4 separate regions of the Gossypium hirsutum genome follow, and all the other regions are linked to region 2. Evidence: chromatin contacts called from public Hi-C data. All regions are on one chromosome and are shown on one strand. Each heading gives the region's core, a stretch centred on a gene start, on an enhancer-like site or on the middle of the called end of the contact. The rest is flanking DNA. Distances are from core to core; before and after follow the strand shown. Region 1 holds the start of LOC107918075 (F-box protein At1g47056). Region 2 holds the start of LOC107917343. Region 3 has its middle 16 kb from the start of LOC121206676. Region 4 holds the start of LOC107918076 (cysteine proteinase RD21A).

Region 1 (3,290 bases), core at 74-2,573, 460 kb after region 2:
ACTTGGATCCGCTCCATATGGATCTCTACCATACCCGCGACCCGTTCCACTATGAGTGGGAAAAGCTTATCCCAATCGCCAGAGCATCTAAAAAGTTTCAAAGATTTCAGATTCTTTGCACCAATAATAAGCGGACCAAAACACTGCCCATTATAAAGCTCTTTTAAGCAAATTGTTTTCAACGCCGCCGCAGCCACCCCAGGCCCAATCGGCTCAGCTGCAGCGCCGTCGGTGATGCCACGAAGTCGTTTCACGGAGAGTTCCTCGAGTGCTGGACAATTGTCGAGCACAGCGTTCATGCCTTTGGCTCCGAAAGCGCAAGAACCACAGGAGAGCTTCTTTAGACCCTTGCAGTTTTTAGCGAACGCCAACATTCCTGCATCGGTCAAGTCACGGCAAGCTCGGAGCTTAAGGCGAGTCAAATTCCGGCAACGCTCGGAGATTAGAACAAGCGCTTCGTCGCCTATGCTAACAGATCTACGGTCACATTTCAGAGCCAGTTTCGTAACAGCATCGAAACGAGAGAAGATAGAAGGAATGAGAGGTTGCAGATCTGATTGTGCGTTGAGAGATAATCGGTGACGGCTCTGTCCTTCAATCAGAAGCCACTGCCGGCAAACTAGAGAGCATCGTTTTCGGTCAGCGGGGCTAAGAGACAGGAAAATACAAGCCAAACACTCGTCAGGAAGATCCGAGATGAAATCCGACGATTCATCTGTGTTACTTCGTTCAAGCTCTTCAGTTTCCTCAGCTTGCATCGGACAGATCAGAGCCGTTGATTTCGGTTTTGACCGTTCGCGATGGTTCCAATCTGGACGGCTCCTTAGCTTCGCCGCCGAAACTGATTGGCCCATCAACAAAATCTAACTAAACTAAAGAAAAGAAAACAGCCACAGGGTTGTTACGGTGAGGGAAACCGTAGAGAAATACTGAAGAGTTTTCAGGCTCTTATTTTGTTTTTGATCTTCTTGGAAATGTCCAGAACGACGGACTTCAAAATCGGATTTCATTTTGGCTTTTTTCTCGACTTTATTATTTTTATTTGCCCGTCTTTCACTTTGAACAAAATAGCCTCCCACTATTAAGTTTCTATATGCTGTTTCCATCCTCATAATACTTTTCTTGAGCTCACTCCTTCATTTTGGTTTCTGATGGAGTGAAAGTCAAAAGTCGGATAAAATTAAAAGTCAATGATGATGCAAAACAGAACTGGTTTGGATGAGGTTGAGCACAGGAGATGCATTCTTTCTAGCATCATATTTTATCTTTTCTTGTAATTTGTTTAGTTTTCTTAAAAAAAAATTTAAAGAATTTGGTATAGAAGTATTAAAATAAATATATTTAAAATTTTAAATTGTGACCATTTATATATTTGTAAAGGATGATATTTACAAAAATTAAAGTATTTGTAAATTTTTAAAAAATAAATCATAATTGTTGAAAAAAAAGTAAACTTAAACTTGTCCAAAGTTGAAGATTTGTTCGAAATTTAGGATAGTGTGGGTAAAAATATTAGACTCGAAAATGAGTTTAAGAAATAATTTAGGTTAGTTTAAAATATGGGTCTTGCTCGGGCTTAACATTCAAAGCCTAAGCTCAACCCGATTCGTTTTTCAAGTTTGTAATGTTTTATATTATACTGTTTTTATATATTATCTAATTTGTAACACATAAAAATTAGATATATAGTAATATATAATACTTCTATAATGTAAACATAAAAAATTAAGATGACTATATATAAAACTATAATAAATAAAAAATTATATAATTATTAAATATTAAAATAAAATAAAAAAATATTTTAAAAATAATATGGGCAGGCCTAAATGGGCTTAGGTCAACTAATTCCAACATGGGTAGGCTTGGGCAAAATTTTATGTCCATGATCAGGCTAGGCCAAGCTTGGGCAAGTATAAAGTGTGTTAATATAATGCTTAAGCCTATCCTGAGCTCAATCCAACCCATGAACACCTCTAGATAAACCACAAAATTAGTCACTGAACTATGGGATAAGTTTTCATTTTGGTCATTAAACCATTAGTTGTCGGACCATTCGAAAGATTTCATTTAAATCATTAGGTTGCTAAGTTTTTCTTTAAAAAAAAATATTGCCAACAAGCTCCAAGAGGCAATTCAATGGTTAGTACAGTGGATCAGTACCCATCGACGAGTAGAAGAACATATCTTAGGTCTAAGTTGATTTAACGATCAGTGTCGGAGATCAAAGAAAAAAGTTGTTTAAATTTCGATTTGCAGATTCGTGACATTCAAAGTTGTCTCATAAAAAATGAACCTTAAAAGAGAAGAGGAAAGAAAGCTTTCGATTAGTGTAGGCAATGCAAATAAAGAAAGGCATATAGTATTGATTTTAACAGTCCAATGACTTAAATGAAAAGTTCTGAATATTTCAATGACCATATTGTAACTTTTTTTAGTTAAGTGACCAAAACGAAAAACTTACTCATAGTTTATTGACTAATAGTGTAGTTTACCCTAAAAAAATTATAAATTTAACAAGACCTCGTCATAAATGGCTATCGAGGTCATAGTAAAAGCTCTAATATTAAAATCTATAAACAATTCATTCCACTTGTTTGATTTTCATAGAAACCTAAAATATTCTCTATCTATATTTTATACTATCTTATATACCCAAGATTTGTAACTTTGAATTTTGAAGCATACTATAATGATTGCCCCCTTATTGAGATCAAAAGAAGGATATGTTACTTAAAATGCTACAACAATAGAGTGTTTTCTAGTAGTTTGTTGTCATAGTAATGTAGAGATGAATGCATTAGATGACAAAATCATTCTTCACTTAAAAGATGATTTTTATCACATCAAATTAATAATTTTACTTTTGTGCTAACATTCTTTTTTTTATTTAATTGAATGATAAAGACCTGAGACCCATATGTTTCATCTCCATGCAATGAACCAATAATAACACTAAATATTTAGCGTTACTAACGAGTCTTCTAGTGGATAGGCATCCGATAATGAGAATATTTTAGTACAATCTGGTGGAGGTCCTTGTTCAATGTTGGGAACATGTATAAACCATAAGTCTGATTGCAAATTAAGTTAACATAGTTGAAGAGTCGCTTTGTGCATCTCTTAAATAAACAACACTCAAAGATATCCAACATCATGCTAGAGCTTATATTCTTCAGTTGATTGGAGGTGTGCCAATCCATGAAAAGTTTAGCAACTTAGTTCATTCGTGTATTTCTAATTGTTACCTAATTTTGAAGCATACAGCTAGACCATACAATTAGAGTTTT
Region 2 (3,113 bases), core at 418-2,917:
TTGAAGTTTATGAGCCTCCAAACTTGTCTTCCTAACAGAGCCAGGTTGAAAAGATGCATATCTCGAAAACCCATTCCACCCATCCCTTTTGGATAACATAACCGATCCCATGCCATCATAGCCCAACCATGGGTCTTCTCGTTGTTTGTCCACCACATCTGGCCCATTTTCCAATAAAGCTCCTTTATGATTCTTAACGGGGCGAGAAAAACAGAAAAGACATGTTGGAATAGACTGAAGGGTGGCCTTTAGCAAAACTTCTTTTCCACCATAGGATAAAAGGCGTTTTGACCAGCTATTGACCCTGCAAGTGCAACGATTAATGACATTAGTAAAAGCTATTGACTTTTTCCTACTAATAGTTAAGGGTAGCCTCAAGTAGCTATCAAATGTATCAACCATGCGTATACCGAGCATAGAACAAAATAATGTCTTTGGGCCAACAAAGTTTTCAGGTAAACATAATCATAGATTTATCATTATTAATTTTTTGACCCGACACCCTTGTAAATTTATTTATAATATTGAATACTTCCTCAACTTCCCTTTTTTATTATGAATAAAGAGGAGGGCGTCATCGGTAGAAAAAAGGTGGTTTATTCGCGGCCTATTAATACTAGCCCTAGTGCCTTTAATCTTATTTCCATTCTATGTTCGGATTAGTAATCTAGAGAATGCTTACATGCAAAATAAAAAAAGAAAGGAAGGGAGAGAGAGGGTCCCCCTGTCTAAGAGCCTTTTCCGAAATGATAGTTTCCGAAAAGGTTGAGTTGCATTTAACAACATAGCGGACCGAGCGAACGCAACTCATTATCCTATTCACCCAAGCATCGGCATAGCCCATTTTATTCATAACTTCTTCAATAAATTTTCATTCTACTTAATCATACGCTTTGCTCATATCAAGTTTGATCATGAAACCCTTGTTGGACCCGTTATTGGCACTTTGAAGATAATAAACAAGTTTATGAGCAATCAAAATGTTGCCATAGATCATTCTTCCGGGAACAAAGGCACTTTGATTTTGGCTAATGCACTTTGGCAGGGTTTCTTTCAAGCGATTGACAAGCACCTTGGCCATGATTTTAGACACCACTCTGCAAAGACTAATCGAACGGAAATTAGTCATATCAATGGGTTCTTTAATTTTAGGAATGAGATCAATAATAGTTTCGTTAATTCTGTCCACACTCCTATCGCCTATAAGACTCTCATGGCAAAGCTTTATAATATCCTCCCCCACCACATCCCAATTTTCTTTGAAAAAATTCCCCGACAGGCATCAATACCCAAGGCTTTCCTAGGGTCCATTTGATTGAAAGCTTCCTTGATTTCGATATCCGTGGACTCTTTCATCAGTCTTTCATTGATCTTCCCTGAAATGTAATTTTTTATATAGTCAAGATTTAAAACATCAACATCATGTAAATTTCACTCAAAAAGTTTTTGAAAATACTCCTTGGCCGCCTCACAAATATCTTTGATATTTTCCTTCCAGTGACCATGCATGTCCTTCAGTCTATCAATGCTGTTTTTTTTCTTTCTATTTGTGGCTCTCACGTGGAAAAATGGGTGTTTCTATCATCTTCCTTTAGCCAAGTTATTCTCAAACGTTGGGCCCAATACTTCTCTTCGTTTTCATGCAGCTTCCCAAGCTTTAACCGCATAGCTTTAATCTTGTTACTCGCCTACATGCAACCAGACCTATCAATTATTTTATTGATTTTTTATTGTAACACACCAATTTGAATGCGCATCTTTTTGTATTTATTATACTGCTAATCACCCAGGTCTTGACCCATATTCTCAATTTTTTCCATGATATCCACAACACCGTTCTGCCATGCATTTTTGATAATATTCTTTGCTTCATTCTCTTTAGCCCAGTAGACATCGTATCAAAATTGAGTCTAGGATCTCTTGTCCTTTCTTTCGGCTTATGACCCTCGATGTCTAAGAAAATAACATCGTGGTTGGAAGAGGATTGGTGAATCACCTTAGTATCCAAGAACGGAAAACAAGCCACATCATCTGAAGATATTAAAAAACGATCAAGTCTTTCATTGACCAAATCATCTCCCTCCCTATTGTTAACTCATGTGAACCACCCTTTATTTGTTTTTAGATCAACAAACGAAAGCTCATCCACAATTGCTCGAAAATCATCCATAAGAGCTTTTTGTTTTCTCCTTCCCCATTCTTTTTCCACGTTGTCTAGAATTGCATTGAAATCTCCCCCGATGATCCATTTTTCCTTAATAGAGCTTCCTACTTTCCTTAACATATCCCACGAACTCTGTCTTTTTTTGGGATCGCCATTCCCATAATAACCCTTGAAATGAACAACCTTATCATTTTCCAAGTGAATCAGACAGTCGATATGGTTGTTAGAATAGTTTTTTATCTCGACCTTTATACTTTCTTTCCACATCATGGCAAGACCACCACTTTTTCCAATTGCATTAACAGCCAAGCATCCTTCCATCATGCATCTGCTTCGGATAGAAACAAATTTATTTGTATTAGCTTTAGTTTCACAGAGAAAGATAATCTCGAGATCATTTGCAACAATAAGTTGCTTAAGCTCATGAACTGTCGCAAGGTTCCCAATCCCACGACTGTTCCAACATAGTATCCTCATTGCTCTTGGTGGGGCTGGTCGCCAGCCACTGCCTTGCATGGTGTAATCTTTTTCAGCAATCTCCTTTTCACGATCTTAGATTGACTCTCATCTGTGTTGTCTCCATTTAATCCCTTTTGTCTCTTCCTTTTGCTTTTAAACCTTCCCAGTTCATCCTGCCCATATTTATTATTTCTTTTTTCCACTGAAAAATTAGATACTGAGACTTCTTTACATCCTTTTCCTTTTTCTTTTTGTATCATTTTCCCACTGTTATCCCCTGTATCCATTTTACTTTCCTCTTTATCCTCATTCAGGGGTTCTTTGTTTGCCATTATTTCAATGCTGTTTCACCATATACCTCTATCTTGGTTCAAAACTACAATATTAACCCTTAACCAGCTTCCATATTGGAAATCTAAAATATCTAAATTGGAAGTTCCATCCCTAGTTTTGCACTTTTTTATTTTATGGCCAATCAATCCACAATAGT
Region 3 (2,990 bases), core at 316-2,815, 370 kb after region 2:
TATTTTGAAAATATATTAAATTTAATGCAAATTTATAATTTGAACTTTAAACGGTAAAGGGTTCCACTTAAAATATGAAGTGTTAGTTTTCAAAAAAAAGAAAAAGAAAAAAGGAGGTGTTTATCAATAAATTGTGACACTTGCCAAGCATAGAAGTCCAATTTAACATTGCTTTTATAATATATATGCTAGTTCCATCCACGTGACATCATTTTGTTTAACAATTAGAATATAGTAAATTACATCATATTTTTTAAAAAAAGATTTACAAATAATATAATTAAAAATTTAAAAATAACGAGTAAAAATAATTAGAATAATTCAAAATATAATATGTAAAATTAATTTATTGTAACAAAATATGTTTTTTTTAATTTAATAAATTTTTTTTGAGTATTTAACAATGTTTTATTCAAGGTTTGAACCTCGTTCTCTTCTTAAGAGTGTAATGCATTTTATCATTATATCTGTCGATAAAAAGAAATTTTTATTATAAGTGAAATTTTCTTTCTTAAAAACAACATAAAATAAAGGTTAAATAAAAAAGAATTCTCAATATAAAGAAAATATTTATTAAATTAAATGAAGTATTATATATTAGTTAAGATGTAGATGCAACAATTATATTAATATTATATAAAAAAAAGATTTGGAAAAAAAACTATACTTATTTATGGTCTTGGCTCAAGCACTAATATTAAAAGCCCAAGCCCCCCTAAGACCTATTTTTATATATATAATATGTTATTTTATCAATATTATGGAATTTATAGCATACAAAAATTAAATAGTAAATATTAAAAATATGATAACTTGTTTATGTTTAAAAATATCATAAAATTAAAAATATTAATAAAATATATAATTACTAAATATTAAATAAAAATAAATTTAAAAAATGGGTAACTATTAAAAGAATAGTGAGTTTGAAATTTTTTTGAAAGGTTAATGTATGTAGATATAATTGAACTTGGCAATATATACTTACTTGATACCTAATTTTTTTTATTGAACTTAACTGGTATCTAAATTTTGAAACTGTCAGCTAACTTGATATTTTTTTAAGTATTTAACTAAGGCTAGTAAAACACATTGATGTGGCATTAATGTTCTACAAACTAGTGAAACGAGGCAGCCTCACATTTTGAAATGTAAATTTTTTTTAATAAAATTTTAATATTTTTTTTTACCTTGTGTTAAAATATGAAATTGTCTTGTGTCATTAATCTATTGATTATTAGTGTCACATCAATATATTTTAATGATATTAATCACGGAGTTCAAAAAATAAATAAATTAACTACAATTTATGAAGATCGGATACCTTAAGATATATACACTTTTTTGAAACCCATTGGAATATAGAAAGAATGAAGGACACAAGGCTGTTGAAAAACTTGGTCTATTTGAGCATAAATATTTTGAAAATAAACTGGTTTGGGCATTTGGTTTTGGCTCCCGAAAAGCTCAATGGAAAACGTTAAAACAAAAACAAGGCAGCCCAAATTTGAGACTACCAAAGTGATCCTTTTAGCATCCAGGTTTTTTTTTTTTACCCCACAAAATCAGCCCAAATTTTCTCTAAACAAAAGAGAAATTTGTGGGTTAATAGTGAATCAGTACAATACCTACTTACATATTTGTCAAAGTCGCAACCGCCCACTTATTGATGTAGGAAAATACCTTACATATTGGGTAAAATTAGTAAAGGCAAATGAGCATGAAATTCAAGCCCATGGTGGCATAGAAATCTTCATTGTCTTCTTATATGGCTAGTTTGGATATTTTTCAGTGTCAATTGCTGGGTTAGGTTAAACAATTTGAGTTGCCAAATTGCTTCAAGAAATAACAAAAAAAAGAATCTTCATTGTTAAGTGGTAGTTGTGATTATTATTAACAAATATAGCATACACATCCAACAAATTTCAGCATAATTCTTATATATTAATATCATTATTAAAATTGTAATATCATTAACATGACACGTGTGTAATAATTCTTATATATTTTATAAAAATTTAAAATATTTAAAATAAAAAAAATAAATAAAAGATTTTTAAAATTATCCATATTAGTAATGAAATACATATAAATCACCACAGAAGGTATCACATTCTTATCATTAAAATTTTAATAATTCAATTAATTTTTACATTAAAAAAATAATTTAATTAAAAATATAGAAGATCAAAATGATAAAATAAATAAGGATTAGGATTAAATTCAATATTATAAATATTTAAAATCGACATATAAATATATTAATTCGAAAAAAGGTAGTATTAACATGAAGTGTTGGGGATCAGTAAAAGAAAAAATAGAAATTATAAAATAAATGAAATGTGAATGGTGAGGAATGAATGTCAAAGACGTAATGGAAATGGATTCATTGTGAGAATGACAAATGATATTTTAATTTCTTTAATAAACAACGAGAAATTATAAAGTGAAGAAAGAGATTCCATGTTATGACTAAAATTGGGATTCCCTGTCGTATACGGTCACTACTAGGATTCCGCCCATCATCCACCCTTACCTAATTCCTTAACACATGTGGCTTCAGTATCACACGCTTAAAATATATCCTTTCAACTACTTCTTCACTGTCTAAAGTAATCATAAAATCTTGAAAGTACGATTGATTCACTGAATTAATAATATTTTAATAGTAGGAATGAAATAGAACTGTAATAAAATTAAATATGTATAATAATAATTTGATTGGATGGAATAAAATAAATATTGTAATTTTATTTATGCGTTTGGTTGAGCGGAATAAATATGGAATGATCACAAATGATAATTTTACCTTTAAAAATAAAAAAAAAAATTTTAAGTATATTAATAATATATTGTAAAAATATTTAAATTAAATTATATTTTGCATTAAATTAAATAATTACTAATAATGAAAAATATAATTAAATAATAATTTCTATATTGTTTATTTATTTTTAATATTAATTTTATAAATGTTTTGATAAAAATAT
Region 4 (3,265 bases), core at 746-3,245, 430 kb after region 2:
TGGCTTAAATATTTAAAGTAGGAGGATTTATGTTATAATTAGACCATAACAATTTAATTTAGATGGTTATGGGGTTGTAAATATTGAGTTTTGTATGATTTTAATCAAGGGCAATTAGGTAAATAGTCAATTAGAAAACAATGCTATCATATTTCTTCTTGGTCCTTTTTCGAAATTGGAGAAAAAAAATAGCTATGCTTTGTTTTAAAACTTGCTTACATATGAAGATATATCCCAATCTCACTAAAACAACAATAAAATAAGTTTAATATATTATAATAATAGAAACTATAAAAATAGACTCTTAATAACTCAACAACCAGAATCATGATCCAATCCAAAGTCCATGATTCAAGGGATTGTCTTGGGTAATTTCGAATCAATTCAATCAGCAATATAAGATTCCCATATAATATGATCTTTTATAATGGGTTAAATATCAACCTTATAATCAACATAGCCTAAAAAATTTGTTTAATAAAATGCCAACACTTTAAATATGAAATTCGTCTCTATATAAATTTGGTGGTTAGGAGAGTAGGCATTCCATCTAGCACCAAATTGTCAGTTTTATATTTTCCAACACTTCTAAAAGTAAAAACTAAAAAAAAATATATGTTAAAACTGAAAAAAAAAAGAAGAAGAAAAACAGTGAAAGATATAACTTTTGTAAAAACTTTAAAAACCTCATAATCAATATTTTATAACAGCCACTTTTACAACATCAATTTTTCTTTAAAATTTTCATTTTAAATTATTCAACATAAGATCAGACGTGTAATTTAATGATTAAATTAATCACTTCAGTAATAACGTGAATGACTATATTATAACATTTGATATTTGATAGTTAAATGACAAAAATAAAAAACTTAGCCTTAATTTAATGAATATTGTTGTAGTTGATTTATATAGGATATATTGGCCATAGCAGCATAAATTAAGGAAATCAATGATATGATAATAAGCAAATTGGTTGGATTCTTTGATAAAACAGTCCAAATTTAAGTTGCTTGTCTCCGTCCTAATCAATTATATGGGTACAACAACATCCTATGCCATATCACTTTTGGGGTCAATGTCACCATATTATTTTACTTTTCAAATACCCAGAAATTATATTCCTTTTTTCCTAACGATGAAGCATTATTACTGAAAATAAAATAAAAAATTATTAATATAAAAAAAATCTAATGTTTCGTAAAAGATATTTTGATGGAAGTCGTTTAATTGCTGAAGAAATAGAGAAGGCGTGAATGACTCCACAATTGGGGCGCCTATCCTATCATCTAATATTGAAAGTGAAATGTGGGGAGGTCAGCACCTAAATTGTTGATGCATATATATATATATATTCCCCAACTTCCATTGGGTCCTACACTTTTACAACTTCAATCCAAACACATATATCTTTTGTGGTCTTCAAAGTTTTTCTCAAGGGTGCCAAACCTTTTTTTTTTCTCTATTTTCCAAATATTATCTAAAACAAAACACTTCTATTGGTAATATTATTAGGAAAATTACTTAAAATTTATTTTTTTAAAATAATAATAAATATTAATCTAATTAATGTTATTTTTATATTAAATATTTAACTAAACCAAATAAAAATAAAAATATTGTGAAAGTTTTATTTATAACTCAATTATTAAATTTTTTATGAATATAATTTTAACATTAGTTTTTATCAGTATAATAAAATTTAGTAAAATATTATACACTAAAAAAACTTTCCCATTATCATAGATTGCATAATGAAATTAAAATTATATAAAAAAAACATAAAACTTTAATTGAATAATAAATTTAAAATTAAATTAATTTTTTAAATTTAATTATATATATTATTTTTTAAAAATTAAATAATATATCTTATTTTAAATATAATTTTTTTTAGAATTACTGTGATTGAGGTATAACAACAACTCTTATTAATGGTATTGATTGAGGTTAAGGTTTGGACTTTATAGAGTTGAAAGTTAACCTGCGTGGCCAATCCAAAATCACCCAAAGTTTGGCGATCAATTTCAAGTTTAACGTGCCAACTCACTCTCCCCTTAAAAGGTTGTGCAACTGTCTGAATTATTTACAAAAGCTCCTATCTTCGTGGGCTGGGCTGCTCTTTCTCTTTGCTCTACCTATCAAATCGCATCCACATGCTTCTCCGCTGTACTGTTATCACCCCCATTTTATCGTATTTTAATTGTTTATTAATTTATTTTTCCAACTAGGGGAATACACTGAATTTACCAAGTTTCACATTGGGTTACTACCATTAATCTTCTTTTTTTCTTTATAAGCCTACTGTCTCTCGCCTTTCTTCTCCCCCACACATTCAAAATCCTATTCCTTTTCTCCTTTTTCTTTTTCTCAGACAAGATGGGTTCTCAGGGATCGGTTATGGCTATGCTTTTGCTGATGATGTTCACTTTATCATCAGCTTCCGACATGTCCATTATATCCTACGATGAAGCCCATCCCGACAAGTCAACGTCTAGTTGGAGAACAGACGACGAAGTTATGGCCATGTACGAGGAGTGGCTTGTAAAGCATGGAAAAACATACAACGGTTTGGGTGAGAAAGAGAGGAGGCTCCAGATTTTTAAGGATAACCTTAGGTTCATCGATGAACATAACGCCGATGAGAGTCACAGTTTTAAGGTTGGTTTGAACCGCTTTGCTGATCTTACCAACGAGGAGTACCGAGCCATCTACTTGGGAATCAAGAAACCCAACCGGAAAGTTTCCAAGGCCAGTGACCGATACGCCCCGCTTCTCGGCCAAAAGTTGCCCGATTCCGTTGATTGGAGGGAAAAAGGGGCTGTCGCTGAAGTCAAAGATCAAGGAAGTTGCGGTAAGTTTCTCTCTCAATTTTCTTTTATGGATGCTTCTCTTGTCTGTCTGAAAACTAGCATTTTAACTTATACTTTCAGATGATTTTGTTTTGTTTCTGTCAAATGAATCTATCCATGTCTTCTGCCGCCAGATAGACTGTAATTATTTTGAGCCAACTGTAAAACCTGGAGAGAAAGAACAAAAAAAAAATTAAACAAATAACTTAGTTCCGATGTTTCAGGGAAGGTTCCTGTATCTGTCCTTATCTTAGAAACCTTTGCTTTGTGGGTTCTGTTTGGTTATTCAGATTTTGAGGTGGAGTATTGGATATATGTAGGTTTCTTATATAAGGTAAAAGTAAGTAACTTAAAAATTGATTTCGGTCTCATAAGTTAAAAATTGATTTCGGTCTAATAAGTGACTCACTGTA

The links. A called contact is a pair of places that touch in the nucleus more often than the background predicts.
Region 1: a Hi-C map of leaf shows a contact between it and region 2, with 3 times the contacts expected there. The contact joins the promoter of LOC107918075 here to the promoter of LOC107917343 in region 2. A contact is called at or near these places in 3 of 34 Hi-C or Micro-C datasets (leaf and petal).
Region 3: a Hi-C map of leaf shows a contact between it and region 2, with 3 times the contacts expected there. The contact joins the enhancer-like site here to the promoter of LOC107917343 in region 2. A contact is called at or near these places in 8 of 34 Hi-C or Micro-C datasets (anther, callus, fibers and 2 more).
Region 4: a contact with region 2 is called in a Hi-C map of leaf, with 2.8 times the contacts expected there. The contact joins the promoter of LOC107918076 here to the promoter of LOC107917343 in region 2. A contact is called at or near these places in 5 of 34 Hi-C or Micro-C datasets (callus, leaf and petal).

The regions. Positions count from the first base shown.
Region 1 is chrA01:27,706,255-27,709,544 of Gossypium_hirsutum_v2.1, reverse strand. It overlaps LOC107918075 (F-box protein At1g47056), which reads right to left and starts at 1,323. Exons shown (of 1, transcript XM_016847579.2): 1 at 1-1,323. The coding sequence starts at 854.
Region 2 is chrA01:28,170,960-28,174,072 of Gossypium_hirsutum_v2.1, reverse strand. LOC107917343 reads right to left here and starts at 1,667. Exons shown (of 4, transcript XM_016846700.1): 1 at 1,613-1,667; 2 at 1,290-1,376; 3 at 891-1,200; 4 at 1-304. The coding sequence starts at 1,667.
Region 3 is chrA01:27,799,571-27,802,560 of Gossypium_hirsutum_v2.1, reverse strand. No RefSeq gene overlaps it. Among protein-coding and RNA genes, the nearest start is that of LOC121206676, 16 kb to the right of the region's middle. Within about 2 kb of position 1,565, at least 3 of the 9 cell types and tissues checked have an H3K27ac peak or open chromatin away from gene starts, as enhancers often do. A contact at or near this core is called in leaf, where this site is marked.
Region 4 is chrA01:27,739,264-27,742,528 of Gossypium_hirsutum_v2.1, reverse strand. LOC107918076 (cysteine proteinase RD21A) reads left to right here and starts at 1,995. Exons shown (of 5, transcript XM_016847580.2): 1 at 1,995-2,854. The coding sequence starts at 2,380.